Regions from separate parts of the Triticum aestivum genome. Here region 2 is linked to region 1. Evidence: chromatin contacts called from public Hi-C data. All regions are on one chromosome and are shown on one strand. Each heading gives the region's core, a stretch centred on a gene start, on an enhancer-like site or on the middle of the called end of the contact. The rest is flanking DNA. Distances are from core to core; before and after follow the strand shown. Region 1 has its middle 180 kb from the start of LOC123114011. Region 2 holds the start of LOC123114013.

Region 1 (6,312 bases), core at 2,391-4,890:
AGAGTAATCAACATATTCATGCGGTGAAGATTTCCGCTAACACTTTTAAGAGGCTCAAGAGACTTTTGTAATATTTTTGTTACTTCGCAAATCTTTTCAAACACTTGTGTTTCTTCTTGGGTAGGATACGATCCCCCTTTTTGAGGTAGTGTTCCCACTATTCCCTCTATTATTTCATGCGCAATACTAGGATCAATTTCAATAAAATTTCCTTTGGCAATGCAATCCAAGAGTTGTTTATGCGAAATATTTAGCCCAACATAAAAATTGCAAAGAAGAATTCTAAAATTCACCTCTAGGGTGCAATTACGACAAGATTCCATCATCCTATACCAAGCATCTTTTAAGTTTTCTCCTTGCCTTTGCTTGAAGTGAAGAACTTCAAACTTGGGAGACATAGGAGTGGACAAGGAACTAGCCATAACGACGAGCAAACAAAAGACAAGCGGAAGAGAGAGGAGAAGATTGGGAAAGAGAGGGCGAATAAAACGGCAAGGGTGAAGTGGGGGAGAGGAAAACAAGAGGCAAATGGCAAATAATGTAAATGCGAGGGAGATGAGTTTGTGATGGGTACTTGGTATGTCTTGACTTGAGCGAAGACCTCCCCGGCAACGGCGCCAGAAATCGCACGTTGGTGGGAGGTCGAATCTTGACTTGACTTGGTGGAAATCGCACGTCCCCGGCAACGACGCCAGAAATCTTTCTTGCTACGTCTTGAGCTTGCGTTGGTTTTCCTTGAAGAGGAAAGGGTGATGCATCAATAGTAGCGTAAGTATTTCCCTCAGTTTTTGAACCAAGGTATCAATCGAGTAGGAGGCTCCTCAAAAGTCCCACGCACCTACACAAACAAACAAAGAACTCGCAACCAACGCAATAAAGGGGTTGTCAATCCCTTCACGGCCACTTGCGGAAGTGAGATATGATAGAATAGTATGATAAGATAAATATATTTTTGGTATTTTATGATATAGATTGGAAAAGTAGAGATGCAAATAAAATTAGATTGAAAGCTTATATGATAAAAGATAGACCCGGGGGCCATAGGTTTCACTAGTGGCTTCTCTCAAGATAGCATAAGTATTACGGTGGGTGAACAAATTAATGTCGAGCAATTGATATAAAAGCGAATAATTATGAGATTATCTAGGCATGATCATGTATATAGGCATCACGTCCGTGACAAGTAGACCGACTCCTGCCTGCATCTACTACTATTACTCCACACATCGACCGCTATCCAGCATGCATCTAGAGTATTAAGTTCATAAGAACAGAGTAACACATTAAGAAAGATGACATGATGTAGAGGGATAAACTCATGCAATATGATATAAACCCCATCTTTTTATCCTCGATGACAACAATACAATACGTGCCTTGCAACCCCTATTGTCACTGGGTAAGGACACCGCAAGATTGAACCCAAAGCTAAGCACTTCTCCCATTGCAAGAAAGATCAATCTAGTAGGCCAAACCAAACTGATAATTCGAAGAGACTTGCAAAGTTAGCTCAATCATACATAAAAGAATTCAGAGGAGATTCAAATATTTCTCATAGATAAACTTGATCATAAACCCACAATTCATCGGATCTCAACAAACACACCGCAAAAAGAGTTACATCGAATAGATCTCCACAAGAGAGGGGGAGAACATGGTATTGAGATCCAAAAAGAGAGAAGAAGCCATCTAGCTAATAACTATGGACCCGAAGGTCTGTTGTAAACTACTCACAACTCATCGGAGGGGCTATGGTGTTGATGTAGAAGCCCTTCGTGGTCGATTCCCCTCCGGCGGAGCGCCGGCGAAGGCTCCAAGATGGGATCTCGCAGATACAGAAGGTTACGGAGGTGGAAATTCTTTTTCCTCCTGGATGTTTTCGGGGTACGTGGGTATATATAGGAGGAAGAAGTAGGTCGGTGACCGCCCGAGGGGCCCATGAGATAGGGGGGCGCGCCCTGTAGGGGTGGGCGCGCCCTCCACCCTCGTGGCCGCCTCGGCTGCTTCTTGGCTTGCACTCCAAGTCCTCTGGATCGCGTTCGTTCCAAAAATCACGCCCCCGAAGGTTTCATTCTGTTTGGACTCCGTTTGATATTCCTTTTCTTCGAAATACTGAAATAGGCAAAAAAAAACAGCAATACGGGTTGGGCCTCCGGTTAGTAGGTTAGTCCCAAAAATATATAAATGTGTAAAATAAAGCCCATAAACATCCAAAACAGGTAATATAATAGCATGGAATAATCAAAAATTATAGATACGTTGGAGACGTATCAACTCCTAAGGCGGCGATGCGATCCAGGAGTTCGTTTAAAGACGACAACTCCGTCGGATTCATCTGTTAGGTGTATTCTGAGCTGACGCGGAGGCGATTTTTGATGACCGGAGAAGTCATCGTCGGCCCGACGGCCGAACGGGCGGTCATAGTGAAGCCGCCCAGCCGGAGGGTTTGGCCCCGAGGCCAGGGCTCCCCCAGAGGTGATGTTGTCCTTGATAACAAGGCGACCCATCCAGCCTATCTTCGACGTCACAGCGGAACTCTCAATGAAAGCACCAATGTCGGTGTCAAAACCGGCGGATCTCAGGTAGGGGGTCCCAAACTGTGCGTCTTAGGCTAATGGTAATAGGAGGGGGGACACAATGTTTACCCAGGTTCGGGCCCTCTCTATGGAGGTAATACCCTACTTCTTGCTTGATTGATCTTGATGAATATGAGTATTACAAGAGCTGATCTACCACGATATCGTAATGACTAAACCCTAGAAGTCTAGCCTATGAGATTATGATTCTTGTCCTACGGACTAAACCCTCCGGTTTATATAGACACCAAAGGGGGCTAGGGTTACACAAAGTCGGTTACAGAGAAAGGAATCTAAATATCCGAATCGCCAAGCTTGCCTTCCACGTTAAGGAGAATCCCATCCGGACACGCGACGAAGTCTTTTATCTTGTATTTTCATAGCCCAACAGTCCGGCCAAAGTATATAGTCCGGCTGTCCAAGGACCCCTTAATCCAGGACTCCCTCACCTGCCTCCGGCACCACCACAACAGTCACCGAAGAAAAGAATGACGGATTACCTCCTCACCCAATCTCGACACGGCTCCATCGCTGATATGCAGCTTTGCGGACCTCCAAAGTGGCTCACCAAACATAAAACCCTTGTCGTTGAACGAATCAGACTGGGGCAACACTCCGGACACGTCATCGAACTCCAGATCTGACACCCCACGACGCCTAAGACCCCGAAGGAGGAAACCATACCCGCCATCTACGAACCACAAGCCCAGCACACGTTTCGTCTTTCAGATATCGTTGATAAGTTAGAAAAAGGCAAACTCATTTTTTAAACCGCCTACGAGAACTGGGTCTTATAATACGCAGGAAGCTCCAAATACAGAGAACTTATACGTAGTACTTACGCGGCAAGCTACCATCGTGAAACCACGTGAAGATTCTCTTGTCTACCTACCGACAAAGATTGCTCTGTTTTCTGGTATTTCTCGACCTGCCTCGTTTTATCGTTTACGTGGAGGGGGACTAGTCTGGCACAAGTCAGCCGACGCCTTATACGTATACAGTGACACATCGTGTTGGTATGTCGGGAAAAATCAAAATAAATATGCTCGCCGTCACTGTCATCAGTCATCACCTCCACGGCGCAGACCACCGGGCGAGATGCTGCCGGCTGGCCGCCGCCACCTGGTAGGCAGACACAGTGCTCGCCGGCCGGGGCGCCGTTGACCGTGCCCGTATCCATGTGAACACGAGAGCGATCCGTTTCGCGATTCTCGGGGAGCAACGGAAGGGCAGTCTACCATTGCAAAGCACGGGACCGTGAACACTAGATGCAGCGAACGATCTGGCATGCCCGTGGAACGAGTCTCCGTACTTCAGGCACGTACCAATCGTGGTTAGGTTAGCTATCTTCTACTCCCTCAACAAGCAAAAGAAAAGGAATTCCCTCAACAAGAAAGTTATCATTAAAGCTGGTAGCTTGGAGATCGTCAATACATGTAATAGAGACATTGATGTTTTGGCGTCATATTCAATTATCATGGCACACTGCTTCCAACTTGCTCGTGAAAGATCGTCGATTCGGTTTCAGTGTTGTCCTAGAGAAGCCAATGTCTTGGCACACTTTTTAGCCAGACATGCATATGCAGTAGCATGATGTTCTGTGGGATGACGATCCGCCTATGTTTCTGATTACACATGTATTGAATTATGTAACTCTGTTGGTTCCGCAATAAAGTGCAAAGAAGCTTTTTCCCTTCCAAAAAAGGAAAGAAGAAGAAACAAATCCATGCTTCGGAGATCTCTCTTTTTGTTGCCTGATTTCTCCTTCCCTGATCCCATTTCAGCCATGTGCTATGTATTGTCGATTGCCTTTCACACCTATGTCTTGGAGAGATCGACTCACACGTCACACAACATCTATAAAAGACCGAAGTCAGGACGGCCAGCACTGTGTGCATTGGCACCCTCCAATAAACGGCAAACATCATCATCCTCTCGCTCGGTGATGACGGTAATTTTCTATTTTTCCTCAAATATATTGGTAACTGCAATAAAGAGGTCATTGTCATTTTCGCTATTTTGTACTTCAATCCTTCTGCTATAACATATTTATCTATTAGTGTCTCTACATGTGACACATTAACCAACATGATTGACAAACGGGCCCAGGACTACATATTTGATACCCATTGATTACCACCTATTTGACTCGTGCTTATCGGCCTGATAATAGAGCAGACGCACAAGGTGCCTACCATGGGCCCGGCCTAGTTCAACGTTGGCGGTGAGCATATGCAAAATTTCCTACTACTTTTTTTCCATTTTAATCCGATTCTCATTCTGTTTCCGTTTTATAATAAAAATATATTTAGAAATATGTCTAATACATTTTTTATTACAGAAATATATTCATAAAAAGTGTTGGACATTTATTTCAAAAAAATATGAGTAATTACATGTACTTCAACAAATCACATGGGGATTTTTTTAAATGTGTCAGTTTACTAAAATTGCTAAAGCGTTTTTTAACGGTGAACATTTTCTAAACTATGTTTAACATTTTTTTATATGTTTGGCCCTTTAAAAAGTTCTTGGACATTTAAATAAATAACATATAAATTTAAAATAATACATGATTTTTTAAAAATAAATTATGGAAAATTTAATAAAACACTTGATATTTAAAAAATGTGTTGATCATTTTTTTAAAAGATGTGTGGACACTTAAAAAACAAAAAGAAGAAAACCAAATAAATGAAGAACTAAAAAAGAAAAAGGCAAGAAAAAACCCAGAATGGAAAAATAGACCCTTAAATAATAAGAAAACAAGAAATGAATAATGGAGAAAGAAAAAGAAAATAGTTGAACCTCTGAAAAACCTAATGTATTGTTTCATGGGTACCAAGAAGGAATGTTGCTGTAAAGGGCCGGCTCAGTCGCAACGACCTCATCCGTTCCGTCGACATTTGGACACAACGAGCGTTATATATCTATTCACTATGCACTTGCCTAAAAAAATCCATTCCCTATACACGGAATTCTGAGAGCTCCTAATCAGTGCCTTTGCGCTGAGTAGTCTATTTGGCGCCCACAACACGCCATACGGGTTGCATTCACAAAGCTCACACGTGGACTGTTTCTTTTGTTGGTTGGTTCAGGTTAACTGTTTCTTTCGTTTGGTCGTTCGTGATCTTTTTTCGTTGGTAGCTGTCCAGAAATAAAGGTTGAAACTTCAAAATAGTTCATGAATTTGAAAAAATACACAAATTTAGAATGTCCATGAATTTGAAACACATTCACGGATTTGAAAGAAGTTCAAGAAATTGAAAAAGTTCATAAATTTGAAAAAGTTCACGGATTAGAAACAGTTCACAGATTGAAAAAAAATCATGAAATTCAAAAATTTCACCAAATGAAGAAAAGTTCAAGAATTTGAAAAGTTCGCGAGTTTAAAAAATATTCACGGATTTGAATAAGTTCACCGATGTTGAGAAAGTTCATGATATTGAAAAAAGTGCACTAACTGGAGAAAACCACGGATTTGAAAAGGTTCATATATGTTCAAAAAGTTATGAAATTTGGAAAGAAAAAAGTTCACAATTTTTATTAGAAAGCTCCACAATAAAATATCATGAAGTTTAAAAAATGTTCGTGAACTTGAAAAATTCTAGAGTCCAACAAAAGGTCGTCGAATTTGAAAAAAGTTTACGCGTACAAAAGATAGTAGTGGATTTTGACAAAAGTTTGTGTAGACTTAAAAAAGTTCACAAAATTGAAACAAATTCATACATTTCTA
Region 2 (6,072 bases), core at 1,766-4,265, 180 kb before region 1:
ACCCGAGCAACTACCTTTCGTCGTGGCGGGCCGACGAGGACTGCTGCCGGTGGATGGGCGTCAGGTGCAACAACCGGACCGGCCATGTCGTCAAGCTCCAGGTCAACAGCTACGGAGCAATCGGAGGTGAGATAAGCTCCTCCTTGCTCACTCTACGACATCTCAAGCACCTGGACCTCTCATCAAACTACTTTGGTGGGAGATCCATTCCTGAATTCATCGGTGACCTCCGGAGCCTGACTCATCTCGCCCTCACTGATTCGTTCTTCGGTGGGCGAATCCCTCCTCACCTCGGGAACCTCTCGAATCTGCTCAGTCTTGACCTCTCAATTCTGGGTTGTTACTCGCCCGATCTCTTATGGGTGACGCACCTACAGAAGCTACAACACCTCGACATGGCTGAGGTGGACCTTAGCGCTGCCGTCAACTGGACTCATGATGTCAACATGCTCCCCTCTCTGGTAACCCTTGAGCTAACATCTTGTGGGCTTCGTAACATTATGCCTCTACCGTTGCACTCTAATCTCACGTCACTAGAAACCCTTGACCTCGACTCCAATTCCTTTAACTCGTCCTTTGGAGCCAACTACTTGGCTTGGGAGCTACCTGCTCTCCAACTTTTTTACATGGATACATGCGGAATCGTGGGTTCTATCCCTGACGCAGTGGAAAACTTGACCTCCATTCAATCATTGTCCCTCATAGAAAACAACTTCTTTGGCATGGTGCCATCCACCTTCAAGAAACTCAAGAGACTACAAGCACTCCGTCTATCGGAAAACTTCATTGGCGGGGGTACGGAAGATCTATTTTATAGATTGCCAGGGGATGAGTTACAAGAGTTGTATTTGGACCACAACAATTTGACAGGGACTCTTCCAGATCGGCTAGAAAAATTTAGCAGCTTGTCCACACTTTGGCTCAATAATAACAAACTATTCGGAGAGATACCTGTCGGTATACGAAAACTCACAAATTTGGTGGACCTGTGGTTGGACTCAAACAATCTGCATGGTATAGTCACCCAGGACCATTTCACCAATATGACTAGCCTGCAAAATTTGTGGCTCTCTGGTAATTCCATAACTATGTTGGTCAACAACACATGGAGCACTCCATTCAGCTTAACGTCAGCGGGCTTTAGATCTTGCATCCTAGGCCCCCAGTTTCCGGCATGGATTATCCAACAAACACTACACACCCTTGATATTTCAAACACAAGCATACATGACTCCATTCCTGGTACTTTTTGGATTGGAATGTACCGTTGTCGAGTTCTGGATCTATCGGAAAATCAGATTTATGGCATGCTGCCCACATATTTTCTGTTTGGTGGAATGGAAGCTGTTATACTGGATATTAGTTCTAACCAGCTCGTTGGCCCGATTCCAACACTCCCAATGAACCTCGGCTTGTTGGACCTCTCTGGGAACAACCTATCTGGTGCATTGCCATCAGATATCGGAGCACCAGGGCTAGAAATACTCATGCTCTTCAAAAATTCCTTTTCTGAGACCATTCCATGCTCCCTCTTTGAGCTGCAAAATTTGCAGTTTCTAGATCTATCAGAGAACAAACTAAATGGGACATTGGCCAATTGCCTCCGTGCACCCAAAACTTCAAACGTGACCATGCTTAACTTGAATAACAACAATCTTTCAGGAAGAATCCCACCATTTCTTCAGAGGTGTAAAGAGCTAAAATTCCTTGATCTCGCATACAATGAATTTTCTGGGAGCTTACCGACATGGATCGGCTCAAAGCTACCATCCTTGGCATTTCTGCGGTTGCGGTCAAACATGCTCTCTGGTGGCATCCCTGGCGAACTGACCAGGATGCATGGGCTTCAATATCTAGACATTGCAAGCAACAACATCTCAGGGAACATACCACAGTCGCTTGGGAATCTCATAGCTATGGCTCATACTCCCGATCAAGATGGTGCCCTTTTCAAAATTGTCAACTTTGGGCTTGTCTCCGTCTACAAGTACACTAATGCTTATACTCATAGTTTATCGGTGGTCACAAAAGGTCAGCAGTTGGAATACACAACAGGAATCGCATATATGGTAAACATTGATTTCTCTTGCAACAGTTTGACAGGGAAGATTCCTCATGAAATCGGCATGCTCACTGCATTGACAAACTTGAACCTGTCACGGAATCACCTTAGCAGCACAATCCCTGTGACTATTGGGGAGCTACGTGCAATGGGATCTTTGGACCTCTCACACAATGAGCTCTCTGGTGAAATCCCGGCGAGTATGGCAGATCTAACTTCACTTGCCCACTTGAACTTACCGTACAACAATCTGACAGGAACCATACCTTCTGGCAATCAGTTACAAACTTTAGATGATGCGTCAATCTATGCTGGCAATCCAGGTCTTTGTGGTCCGCCTGTATCAAAGAATTGCTCGGGAACGGAAATCACTCCATGGACTCCTGAAAATCAGCATGAGGGCATGAGCAAAGCATTGTCATTATACCTCGGCATTGGCACGGGATTCGTAGCAGGTCTCTGGATCATCTTCTGCAGCTTCTTATTCAAGAGGAGCTGGAGAATTATTTGGTTCTCGTTGTTCGACCGCGTGTGTGATTGGGTCTACGTGCGAGTGGCGATGAGCTGGGCTTCATTCACAAGAGAAGAGCAGTAGAAGCTGAGATCATTAGGGTCTGTGGTCACAATAGCCGGAGCTTCCATTTCGGCACAATATGATATGGGGTTGTAACAATATTTCACCTTTCTTGTCCGCTGTAAATGTAATGTATTGCTCTTCTTTCGTGTGCAAGTCACTCGGTTTGTATGGTAAACCATGAGTTACCTTTGATGTGTATGAAATCTTAAACATGTGTAATAACGAATAAAGATGTTGATCTCTATGGTATGATGACCGTGTGTGGGGAGAGAAAGGCGCCTTGCTTCGAAGAAAGCGTAAAGCAGTCAGGCGCGACGTGGCCGCCCTCCACGCCGCGCGCCCTCCTGGCATGTCAGGTCGGTCGGTCGGCACGGCCTTCTAGACAAATCCAGAGAGAGTATCGGCGTCGTCTCATCCTTCGCCGCTTCTCTCGTGACACATCGGCACTTGGCTGCGTCCAGGCGCTCTGCAGTTCGCGGCCAGCTAGCCTGCAGTACCGCGCCACCACCCTCCGGCCATGGCCGCGCCCCGCCCCACCGTCCTCGTCACCGGCGCCGGCGGCCGCACAGATACCCTTTCCCTCCTTCCTTCCCCGCCCGTTTCTCCGACCAAAACCCGACGAATCCGCCTGCCACGACGGGCAATTCCGGTCCTAACGCTCGTCGAGTCGATCGCAGGCCAAATCGTGTTCAGCAAGCTCAGGGAGAGATCCGACCAGTTCGCGGCGAGGGGCCTGGTGAGGTCGGAGGAGAGCAAGCAGAAGATCGGGGGAGCCGACGACGTCTACGTGGCCGACATCAGGGAGGCGGAGCACCTCGCGCCCGCCGTGCAGGGCGCCGACGCGCTCGTCATCCTCACCAGCGCCTCCCCCAAGATGAAGCCGGGGTTCGACCCCACCAAGGGCGGCCGGCCCGAGTTCTACTACGAGGACGGAGCCTACCCTGAGCAGGTTGGGGTTTCTTCTCTGTACTGTACTGTACCACAATTTGGATTCAGAGTGTGCCGCTCCCATAATAAGTACAGTTTCAGGATGTGTCTCCTCTGTGTTTCAGTGACATGCCACATCCTGAAATCTTTATCGGTTATTAAATAGTGATGAATTTTGGTGTGGATGTGTGGCAGGTGGACTGGATTGGGCAGAAGAATCAGATTGATGCTGGTAAGCTTCTTCTTGGTTCTGCATTTATATGTGATAGGTTTATCTGAATGTTTGATGAGTGGGATTGTGTGTTGGACAGCAAAAGCAGCCGGTGTGAAGCACATAGTGTTGGTGGGATCCATGGGGGGAACAAATCCCAACCATCCATTGAACAGCCTTGGCAATGGCAATATACTGGTAAGTAATTGTAGACGAGTCTATATGTCTCTTCACCTTTACTTCATTGCAGTTCATTTGCTCGTGCTTCCACGAAAAACTTTATTATCTGGAAAGCCTTAGTACCATTCTCTGAACATTGCTTGGCAGCAGATGAGCCATCTGTCTCAGAAATCTGAAGGATTGTTCGTCATAGAAATGTTCAGTTGATAGATTTGTGAGTTTTGACTATTGACAGGTTCGCCATAAAAATGTTCAGTCGATAGATTTACAACAGTTAGATCCATAATACAGGAAAAAACAACTTAATGAAGAAAGTTTTGCAAATAGACCTTTCTGAATATTAAGTTCCTGTCATAGCTAAAATTTGGAAGTTCTGTATCCTCTCTATTGGGCTGGAATGTTCATTTCAGAAAGTCTTGCTTTTGTTTTGTTTTCATCGAAGCTTCATTTTGTCTCATCCAAATAAAACAATGAAGGAAAGATAGAAATAAAAGATACAGTGCGTACTCAGCTAGTCGTGGTACCGTTGATCTAATAAGCCACTGAGACAAATTCATTTTGCAAATTCAGACGATTATATTATTGAAAATGTGAAATCTTGATTATTGATCTTGATGTAGGTCTGGAAGCGCAAGTCTGAACAGTATCTGGCAGACAGTGGAGTTCCTTATACAATCATAAGGTACATAAAGAACATGCACCAGTTTGGATAAAAAGGCATCCTTCAGATCAATTATTCTTGAAACAGAGTTGCCCACCTTTCTGAAGTGGTGTACTTAATTACACTAAATATCAATCACTTTGGATAAGACTGAAGATCTGCTATAGAAGTTTGGAATAGTTCCTTGTGTACCACTAAATACCTTTGAATGCCTCAAAGAAAAGGTGGATCCACCTCCACATTTAATGAGACAATGAGTGACATATAAAGGGGTGAGGCAAACACTCGGTGCGATCTAGTAGTTTTTGCTCATCTAATTAGTTAATTACCATCTCTCTTGAATTGTCTAAAATTTATGCTACATGTTTCACAGTTGGACTGCTGCAGTTAAATTGGATAGGTAGTTTTTGTGAAGCTAGAATAGAAGTGCATTGTGCTAATATGCACAAGAACACTAGAACAGGTTAACTATTCGCTGATACATAATGTGCTATCGTTTTCTTCGTTTCCTTCAATTTAGGCCTGGTGGTCTGCAAGACAAAGATGGGGGAGTGAGGGAGCTGATTGTCGGGAAGGATGATGAGCTTCTCCAGACTGACACTAAGGCGATTCCTAGGGCTGATGTGGCTGAAGTTTGTGTTCAGGTATAACATTTGATAATTGCTGCAACCGTATTCTGTGGACACACTTGAGGACAACCATTCTGAATATTTACCCTCTTAAAACAGGCCCTGCAGTATGAAGAGGTAAAGTTCAAGGCATTCGATTTGGCTTCGAAGCCTGAAGGTGAGGGCACCCCAACGAAAGATTTCAAAGCGCTGTTCTCCAAGGTCACAGCCCGGTTTTGAGTCATCGGTTAAGGAGCATAAGTACATTTCTTAGCTTATAAGGATCTTAATGTCTCGAGTGTGTATCCTTGTGCATTATGAAGTTGCTGACTGATGTAATTGCACAATCGGTTTACCAATAATGCTGAAAATAGCCTCCTATCGATGCGTGGAGATTGGAGAAGCAATTTATGCATTTTCCTGAGATTTTTCTCTGAGGAGAAGGAGTCAGCAAACAATTGAGAATACATTGATACAGTTTAACGGATATGACTATCTTCTTTTCACACTCTTGACTCAGATCCGACGCACACCAATAATCCATACGAATTTTATCATTTACGCAACAGCTAATATATCACTCAGCAGCTCATATGCACCTTCCATTTTACTGAGAAATGAAACATCAGCGCTACCGATTCAAGGAACAAACAAACAGTTTGCAATACACATGCTTCATTAGGTACTCCCTCCGTCTCAAAATTCTTGTCTTAGATTTGTCTAGATACGGATGTACCTAATACTAAAACGTGACTTGATACATCCGTATTTGGACAAATCTAAGACAAGAATTTTGGGACGGAGGAGTACAAAACATATGCAAGAAGCTTCTGTTCTAGTCAAGTT

What was found. Hi-C and Micro-C count contacts between places; a contact is called where the count stands out from the background.
Region 2: a contact with region 1 is called in a Hi-C map of leaf, with 4 times the contacts expected there. The contact joins the promoter of LOC123114013 here to the enhancer-like site in region 1. A contact is called at or near these places in 2 of 5 Hi-C or Micro-C datasets (both in leaf) and 1 of 1 datasets of contacts at active chromatin or transcription factors (leaf).

Annotation. Positions count from the first base shown.
Region 1 is chr5B:663,100,874-663,107,185 of IWGSC CS RefSeq v2.1, reverse strand. No RefSeq gene overlaps it. Among protein-coding and RNA genes, the nearest start is that of LOC123114011, 180 kb to the left of the region's middle. Within about 2 kb of position 3,640, at least 1 of the 8 cell types and tissues checked has an H3K27ac peak or open chromatin away from gene starts, as enhancers often do. A contact at or near this core is called in leaf, where this site is marked.
Region 2 is chr5B:663,282,007-663,288,078 of IWGSC CS RefSeq v2.1, reverse strand. It overlaps LOC123114013, which reads left to right and starts at 3,015. Exons shown (of 7, transcript XM_044535358.1): 1 at 3,015-3,208; 2 at 3,317-3,588; 3 at 3,762-3,798; 4 at 3,878-3,975; 5 at 4,578-4,639; 6 at 5,139-5,262; 7 at 5,347-5,732. The coding sequence starts at 3,157. The coding sequence ends at 5,466. LOC123114014 (receptor-like protein EIX2) reads left to right here. Exons shown (of 1, transcript XM_044535359.1): 1 at 1-2,750. The coding sequence ends at 2,657. LOC123114011 (scarecrow-like protein 30) reads right to left here. Exons shown (of 2, transcript XM_044535356.1): 2 at 6,058-6,072.